2 separate regions of the Zea mays genome follow, and region 2 is linked to region 1. Evidence: chromatin contacts called from public Hi-C data. All regions are on one chromosome and are shown on one strand. The core of a region is the stretch at or near the end of the contact, and the rest is flanking DNA. Distances in the headings are between cores, read along the strand shown. Region 1 holds the start of LOC103641584 (farnesylated protein 3). Region 2 has its middle 8.1 kb from the start of TRNAG-UCC.

Region 1 (4,551 bases), core at 173-2,672:
GTGGTGACAGCACAGCACAGCACAGTTTCCATTTCAGTTCAGATGCGTGCCATTCTCTTGGGCGCTCTGAGAAGCTGCCATGAATCACACTAATTCTTCCAAGAATATAACCTTTGAAGCAAGTGTCCCTAATCTGGATTGATTTTTTTTTTAAAAAGAGTGAGAGTGAGAGTGAGAGAGAGACAGAATATTCTGAAATCTCAATCACATCGTGCAATCACGCGTGTTTAATACTACAACAACAAAGAAGAAAACCGATGGACACGTAGAGATAGTAGTAGGACAGCAGAGGGGTAGGGGCAGCAGAGGACAGGACAGCATCAGCATTACCGTCGAAGCGCCTGAGGATCTTCTTGACCTTGCGGGCGCACCCCTCGCAGTGCATGTAGACCCGCATCTCGACCTCCTCCGGTGGCGGAGGCGGGGGCGCGTCCTCCTTCTTCTTCTCCTCCTCCTCCCCGTCCTTGGGCTTCTCGCCGCCGCCGCCGCCGCCTACTTCCTTGGGCTTGTCGTCCTTCTTCTTCTCCTCTGCCGCCGCGGCCTCCTTGGGCTTCTCCACCTCCTCCTTCTTGGCCGCCTCCTGCAAGCAGGCAACGGCAGTACGAAGCTAGCGTCAGGATGAGACGAGACGGCCGACCCGACCGGACGCCCGGCGGGAGGAGATGGGAAGCGCCGTCCGTCCTCGGCTCCCGCCCCAGACGGGAACAACGGCCGAACTCACCTCGCCCATGGCTTCCCTCCCTCCCCGGATCCGCTGCTGTTGTGCTCTGCCCCGCACGTCTGCACTGCACCCACGCGCGCCTCTTCCTCTCGCTCTATGACTGACTATGAGGGATTGAGGGGGCAGCAAGTGGGGATGGGGGGCTCGCCTTATGTAGCGGCCTAGCGGGTGTCTGGTGGTAGGCGCCGCCAGCCACGGAGGCCCGCAAGATCCGCACGGAAAATGAAATGATTTCGTTCGGCATCTCTTCCTCTCTCTCCACGTCCCTCCCTTGCCGCCCTCTCACTCTCTCTTGGGAAGTAGAGTGCCGTAGCACACTGTATTCTTCTGGGAGCACCCTGCACCGCCGTGTACGTATAGGTAGCTGTAAGAAATTACTGCACGGAGGGCCTGCGGATTCTGTGAGTCAATGGGCGTGTTCGGCTGGCTACAAGCCGACACTGTTGCAGCTGTTTGGATTGCTGCAGCTGCAATCCATAGAGAGAAAAATACTGTAGAAGCCGCAGCCGCAGCCGGATTGCAGCCGCAGCAAGCCGCAGCGAACAAGCCGAATGTATTACTGCGATGTACTACTCCGCAAGACTTCAGTTTTCTAGGGCTCTTTGTGCGCTCGTAGGCATGCGCACTTGCCTGCCAGAGAGTGCCAGGCATCAAGGGTACGTTTGGATGCAAGCACAGGGATGCCAGGCCAAATATTCGCCTTACTAAGCTAGTTTTAAGAGGACGAAAAAGATAACAACGATTTTGCGGTACCATGTTTGTTTTGTACCATGGGGTGACTTTTTTTTTTTTGCTTCAGATAGGTTTGCACACGCCACAGTACTGCCCCCGTTGGGTGACACAAACCTACAAAATATGCACGGAGGCTTCCTTGCCACGTGACTTGCTCGGTCGGTTTATTTCTCAAAGTGACTTTTTTTTTTGCAGCTGCAGCGTCTATCTATCTATCTATCTATCTATCTATCTATCTATCTATCTATCTATCTATCTATCTATCTATCTATCTATCTATCTAGGCTTTGCTGGCGAGGACGCGCCGCGTTATCTCGCCACGTCGTATTTTGTGTAGAAAGTGCCTTTAGTTTGTGCGTCGTTTCCTTCTCTCGCCACACGCTACTAAGCATTACGTTAACTAAAGCACATCGTCGGTTTATGTCTTTTGCTCTAGTATTGCTTCGCCAGGCTAATAAGCATGACTCATCAACACACATGTATCTCCACCAACCAGCTGTCTGCCATGCATGCATCGATCGTGCAGACACGAAAGGAGAAAAAGAAGAAGAAGAAGATGTAGATAGCACACAAGCTATCTGGTACGCACGCAGATTCATTCAGCACTAGGTGGGACGATACTGTTGTTTTTGGTCACTGGTGGGATGCATGCATGTATGTATCTAACTAGTTCAAATATCCAGCAAACAAATTAAATAGCTAGACCCGGCTCGTTTAGGTAGTGTTTGGTTGAGGAGCCAAGTAGAACGTCATTCCATCCATAATTCTAGGAACGGAGCCGCTCTGTTCTGTGTTTGGTAATCTGGAACAGAACGAATCTGTTTTTTGTTTGGTTGTAGAGTGAACGGAACAGAGCGTGACTGTGAGAGCGGGATAGGAACGGAGCGGCTCCATCCGGTTGATTTTTTGGAGCGGAATGATTCCGGATCTGAGGAGAATATTCCCTAATTGGAGCCATTCCGTTCTATTTACTTTGTAACCAAACAACAATAAAACTGGGACAGAACGGCTCCGTTCTACTTGGCTCTTCAACCAAACACTGCCTTATATCGAAACAGCCAATTATTACTCCCTCCAATCTATTCTAAATTTATGTATGCATGCTTGATCTATTAGATACGTAGTCTTAATTTGCTATATATTTATTGGACATAGGTTATGTCCAAACTTATTTAGGATGGAACGAGTAGTATCTACGATCAACCGGTCATTACCACCCAGAAGCCCTCTTATGTATGCATGCTTGATCTATAAGAGTTTCTCTAAACGGTCCTCTATCCATTTGACTACTTTAAATAACCGGTTTAGCAAAACTAAAATATGTACAATACATTTGAGAGTATGATAAATACGTATGTACAAAAAATAAAATTAAAAAATGTCTTTAATATGAGTATTTGAGTATAGAGGACGTGATTTAGAGGACGTTGTTGGAGAGAAATGAGATATAGAGGATGAAATCTTTTAGAGGAGACTGTAAAGGACAGATATAGAGGATAAATATAGAGGATAAATATGGAGACAGCTTATAGTCTAAGATTTACCGGTCATTACCACCCAGAAGCCCTCTTCAAGAGACTGCTGGTAGCATACACCGTCCGTACGTACCATGCGTGGATATATGGTATAAATGCAGGAGATCGTCGTGCAGATTGGGCACAGAGCCAGCCAGCTGCTTTGCGGATGTGGTTAATTTCAGAGACGAGGCAAGGCAAGGTGAGTTGCCTTGATTAACCGGCATTATGATCCTTATCTCATTTTTTATTTTAAACTTAAACTCTTCGAACAGATAGTTGTAAAATATTACTTTGCATGGCCGGTTGGAGACAGCTTTTGAATGAAAAAAAGAAGAAAAAAACATCTCTTTTATACATAATTCTATACATCGATCTTGCGAAATTGAAAATGGGTTGTGTGGACAATGACAAGAGCCAATCGCGCGTGCCGCGGCGCCAACCAGATGCTGCTCTGGGACTGGGAATCAGCCCTCGTCCTCTGCTGTCCTCTGTGCCGAACCCAACTGCTGCAAGTCCATCCTATAACCGTAGCTTTTTTCCTTCCATCGCCAGGGGAATCTCTGGCCTTATAGGCCCATGGCTCACTCGGAGGCCCAGTACTACTTGCTGCCTCATCCGTATATGCATCGACTACCTTCACAGATTGCATATAAATCCACATACGTGTAGCACCTAGCAAAAGTCACGAGTATATAAATTAGCTAGGCTCTGCACACACGTAAATAAGTAGCACACAAAGCTTTTTTTTGAAACTAACCGAGCAGGAGAGCTGTCGATTATATTGATAAAAGAGAAGAGCCCAAAATTGGCAATCAACAACCTCCCAAAGAGGATTACAACAAAAAACAACTGCTAGAGCAAAAAACTACACCAACCCTACCAACAACAACAACACTCTAGCAACAGGAGCACACAACAGCCGACAACACGAGCAACCAACAAAAAAGCTACTCAACACAACAAAGACAGAATCTAATGAAAAAGGCAAATAAGCCTCCGCCACAAAGTCCGCACATCCTTTTAAACTCAAAAGCTTTATTGGGGAGGTCTAGTGGCAACGACTCCTTTAGATGGTATGCACAGGCTTGAATTGGACTCTCGTTGAGCTTCCCGTCAGACGCAACAATGCCCGGATCTTTAAACACACCCAACAAAGTTTAAACATAATGACATTTAAAGTACACACAGATGCCTCGTATGCCAAGCTAATTTCATAGATTAAATGAAAACAAGAAACCATAATGAGCCTTTGCGAACACAAGGCTGACTTTTCCCTTATGGTTCGAATTGATGATGAGTGATTGCCAATAGGTAGCGTCTCGGGTCGATGGACCGGGAGTGGTGAAGGACGAGTGCTGGAACTTGACTAAGGGATCGGAGTCGATTGATCTTGAGTTGGGTGTCGTGTAGTGAGCCTCAATTGGGCATGGTGGTCAGTTAGTTCAAGAGGAGAACTGGCGGACTGAGAATACTCTTTGCTTCTAGGTCTGGGAGTGATGTTCAGTTTGGCAAGGTTGGTTAGTGGAGTGGCTTGAAACCTTGAAACCCTCAGCCACTCCTAAGCTTATCAAAATCACTCCA
Region 2 (4,912 bases), core at 2,133-4,632, 110 kb before region 1:
AATATTTGTATATTTTAAGATATATTCAAGCTTAGGTCTTGTTTTATAAAGTATAGATCACACCTTTACAAAAGGAATAGCTTTTATTATAACCATTGTTTGTGATGTTTTGAAAAATAAATGCTCTTTTGTTATGTTTTTCTTTTAGCTTGGTATATGATGAATGTTTTATGTTATTGAGTGGTGTTTGTTTCTTCTTGTTTGTTTGTGTGATATTCAGTGGTTGATCTAGTAGTTGAGAATCAAGATCTATTTCGTGGAATAATCTCAAGTTTTCTATAAGCAAGGCAAGTGGTCTTCTCCCTCTGCATATTCTGTCTGATCTCATACAATACATTTAATAAAGTTTACTTTTGGATATATGCATAATTTGATGTGTTACTTATTTAGATACTCATAACCTTTCCAACCTTATTCCTTGTTTAACCTGAGATTACTATTTAATCAAATAGCTATGCTATTGCTACAACTTTATTTTTATGATGTCACACTTTAATCATATTAATGTTTCAAATGGTAAGTTTTTATAATTGTTGTTAATCTGATGATTAAGCAAGATCATATTGTGATAATTGGAACATGGAGTGACCACCCAGGAAAACAGTGCAACCACGAGTGCTATCATGGCTCTGGCTTTGGTAATTAGCTTTATATGCTTAGTGCCTAGCAACCTTACCTGAAATATGGGCAAGAGAGGGAGCGACAGTGGTGGCAGCTCACGTTAACATGGGGACGTATTCTTGGCTAAGGTACCTCACCTAGAGGGCCTCCACACCAACTTAGAAACCTTAGTAGGTTGCTTTGTATTAAGTGTATTCTGTGAAAGCCTCATAGTGGATCCCTAGCCATTCACCTCAGAAGTGTTTACGGGTTTGGCCGACCTAGGCTAGAGGGGATACACTGCTTGTGGGTAAAGTTGTACCACCACTGTAGAGTATAAAACTGATATACCAGCCGTGCTCACGGTTAAGAGCAGTCTGGACCCTCACATGATAATTGAACTTGAAGATGGAAATAAATCGTGATCGATTTTGTTTATGCAGTATACTTAAGTGGTTCGCTCAAGAGGTTGAGCTTCATGTTGATGGTATTCGCTCAGTGGTTTGAGCTTATGCTGATTATGAATTATGCTTAATTGGGTTTGGTATATACTTATACCTAGTAACCAGGTGTTGATAATAAAATGTTGACCAACTAAAATGCTAACCACAATAAACTTTAGTCTTACCTTGTTAACCTTGCATTTTCACCCCACTTGCTGAGCCTTGACCATAAGTGAGCTCACCCTTGCTTAATTTTGATCAGAAGTTTGCAGATGAAGATTTTGATGAACTCGATGGATGCTAGTCTAGTGATTCCCCTGGTCATCTTCCTATGGAAGGATGTCCATGTTTCGCTGTACTTTGATGGATAAAGGTTAAGACATAATGACAGTTCGAAGTATAATATGTTAATATACTCTTTATTTACGCTTTTATGCATTGTTCCTTTGATATATTACACTTGTGACGTCAACATATGTGTGGAAATAGATCCTGGCACACATATGCTATGCATTCGGTTTTGCCCTTAAAACCGGGTGTGACACATACTTATCACTTATTTTAATCTTCATAGAATGTTCCATCCTCTGCTTCTATTCTTTGATTTATAGCTATTTTTACACAGGACGAAACATGGGTTTATAGGAATCTTCTATATGAAGTAGCTCAAAGAGTTGGACGCCATTGCCATTGTATACAACAGAGCGATCTGACCTTAGCCACCTACCGGTTTTTACATGCACAATAGAGCTAGCTAGTATCACATTTATAGGTGATCCTGCTAAGAACAAGAAAAATCTATTTGGTGTTATTGCAACGGTACTGAGATTTGTAGGAGGCAATAATTTACAGTTATCTTTGCCTACATGCTATTATTTGAACACAATATTTACGAGCTTGATAGGTCTCTTTTGGAATATAAATTATGAGTCTGGTAGGTAAATAACTTATGTAATGATTCTTGGACCTTCGACCCTTTCTGCTTCAAGGATTAATGTGTGACTGTGTTTAGCCTTGAATCCAAGCGGCATGCCACTAATCTCAACAAATGCTTTTATTCAATATTTACTTGACAATTTATATCTCTGATGTTTCTTAGAGATATTTTCACGTAATATGTTACAAGGTTGTTCATGTCAGATAGAGGTTTGTTGGCCATAAATTATATTATATGAAGATTATGGGAGTCAGCCCTAAATTCATATTATCTGCAATATGCAGTTTCTTGTAAAAAAGTTTGATCTACATATCTTATAACTGAAAAATACATGAGCAGTATGTGGTTCACACTTTTTTCTTGTTTGCATTTTATAGATAGAGACGGAATATGAAGACATACAATATTTAAACCATTAGACCCATGTAACAAAATAGATTGTTTAGCTGTTATGCGCACTTAATATGGAGATCCTCATGTATCTTAGAATCAGTTATGTGTTGGATAAATGTCTTGGTTATTTATTCCTCTATTAGTGCTCTGAGCTTGTTATGTCTTGGATAGGATTCATGACAATGAGCTGTTGATTTCTAAAGTTTTCCAAGCTAACCTGTTTGATTTGAAGGCAAGAAGGTGAGCAAGGCACCTAAGATCCAGTGGCTTGTGACCCTTGACCCTTCAGAGGAAGCGCGCTAGAATCATTGACAAGAAGAATATCGCCAAGAAGTCTGAGGCTGTCGAGTACCAAAAGCTTCTTGTCTAGAGGCTGAAGGGGAAGGGAGACAGCCATAACGAGAGCTTGGCCAAAAGGAGATCCAAGTTTTCTACCTCTGCCAAGGCTTCCGCTGGCACCTCTGCTTAAGAATTTTAGTGCTTTGAAATGTTTTCAAGACCTATCTTGTTACAGCTTAAGTACCTTATGCTGCTCTGGCTTTGTTGCAACTGCTCCTGTACTTGACATATTTGTATTAGATACTCAGACTATATAGGGTAAGTTCCTAATTGTGTCCATGTACTAAATTATATATTTGTTGCTAAGTTACAATACAAACAAAATAAATTTAGCCCGACTAGCTTGCAGAAAAATGTGTTATAGTAACTAAGGATATCTGAATTGCTCCTATGTTACTTTCTATATTCATGCTTGTAATTCTATTTAGTTCCATGTGAATATTGTGTATAGGAACCATGACATGATAATGGACTGTTAGGGTTATTCGTCAAACATGACTATATGTCGTCACAACATACGGACACTCTACTGGTCTATTAATAAGAACAAAAAAACAACAAAACGCTAGTTCGGCGCTCGATCTTAGCCTACCACCGAGCTCGTATCCCAGCCCACCGCCACGGCTCATTGTGAGATTCCGAGCCCACACCTGAGCCTACCATCGAACTTGAATTTGAACCCACTATTGCTACTAGTCATGGAGATCTGGTAGTCTTTGAGCCCACTCCAAGCCTCAAGTGATGGGGATTTGGCATCTTCGCCCCACGTAGGAGTAAAAACGAGCCCAGCCGGCTGGGCTCCTCTTGTGAGCCTAAGGGCATTTTGTCATGGCTCTTTAGATGGTACCAACTATGGTTTATCGTGAAGCACTACCAAACAATTAAAAAATGGCTTCTCGTCGAGAGCCCTTTAAAAGCTAGAGCTGTTTTTTTTTGTTAGAAGCCAGAACACCAAAAACATGGCTTCTACTTGCTCCTCTTACATTTTCCATATACACCATTCAAAAAATATACAGGAGAATTTGTTTTGCCAAACGAATTGTGAAATGGGTATGACTCCTCTAGAGAAGCCAAGGAGCCAAAAGAGGTAGAGTCGGAGCCGTTTTCAGAGGAGTTGGAGTCCTGTCAAAGGGGGTTAGGAAGTTAACTCGATTCAAAGTCAGCTCGTGCGACACAACTGATCTGGTCATAAGTATGAACTCATCATCTAAATCCATACCACTATATAATCCATTAGTTTAAATTACCCCCAAACCATAACCTCTACTAAATCCACCAAACAAATTGCACTCAAACTTAACACCGCTGGATAACCTTCTCTCTTACTCAAATTCAATGGTCAATATTACTTAGATCATCCCTCATTCCTTGCTCCTCCTACTAGTGATGTCCATCACTAATAACTAGGCCTAGAAAAAACGTTCGAGCTTGTTGGCTCGCAACATCTTGGCTCGGCTCGAAGCAGCTCGCCTCGTGCCTATTTTTGTGGCTCGAGAAAAGAGCGAGCCAACTTTTGCTCGCTACCGCTCACGAGTTGGCTTGTGGCTCGACCTAACAACAATTTATTAAAAATCCTAATTAGCATATAGTCTTAGTACCAAATAAACGATTAAATTATATTATTTAAGATTATTGTACAAAATTAATATATTTCTACATTATATTAATAATATATCTATTTTACTAATTTAAAATATGTTACTTAAATTATTTTAAAGATTTTATATTATAATTTAGAGGGCGAGTTCATGTCTATGGCTAGGCTTGTTGGCTCGGCGAGCAATTAGCGAGCCAAACCAAGTCTACTTTTTTGGCTCACTAGAGAAGCGAGCCGAGCTCGTACTTGACCGAGCCACAACGAGTCGAGCTTGGCTCGACTTGTTTCCACCCCTACCGACAATCTACTCATTGTGCTCGCATTTCTCACGTGACCCTAGGCCACGCTGATCCCGCTCAAAGGCCACCCCGTCTTCGTCATAGGCGGGTCTAGCAGCTTCAGGCTTGCCATGGCCACGATCGCGACGCGGGAGGGGCGCGCGGATTTCCATCCTGGCCCACAACCACACTCGTCTCAAGGAGTTGCGCTCCGCCATCCAGCGCAACTTGGGTAGGGACAACGTCGGCGTCCATGCCACCGACGTGCACGACACAAACGTCATGGCGTGTGTGGCCAACCTTGTCAATGTTCTGGTCTCCAACC

Evidence for each region. A called contact is a pair of places that touch in the nucleus more often than the background predicts.
Region 2: a Hi-C map of leaf shows a contact between it and region 1, with 5 times the contacts expected there. The contact joins the enhancer-like site here to the promoter of LOC103641584 in region 1. A contact is called at or near these places in 4 of 25 Hi-C or Micro-C datasets (ear, leaf and tassel) and 1 of 3 datasets of contacts at active chromatin or transcription factors (leaf).

Annotation. Positions count from the first base shown.
Region 1 is chr10:112,274,453-112,279,003 of Zm-B73-REFERENCE-NAM-5.0, reverse strand. LOC103641584 (farnesylated protein 3) reads right to left here and starts at 1,422. Exons shown (of 5, transcript XM_008664923.4): 1 at 722-1,422; 2 at 331-580. The coding sequence starts at 730.
Region 2 is chr10:112,381,576-112,386,487 of Zm-B73-REFERENCE-NAM-5.0, reverse strand. No RefSeq gene overlaps it. Among protein-coding and RNA genes, the nearest start is that of TRNAG-UCC, 8.1 kb to the right of the region's middle. Within about 2 kb of position 3,382, at least 14 of the 20 cell types and tissues checked have an H3K27ac peak or open chromatin away from gene starts, as enhancers often do. A contact at or near this core is called in ear, leaf and tassel, where this site is marked.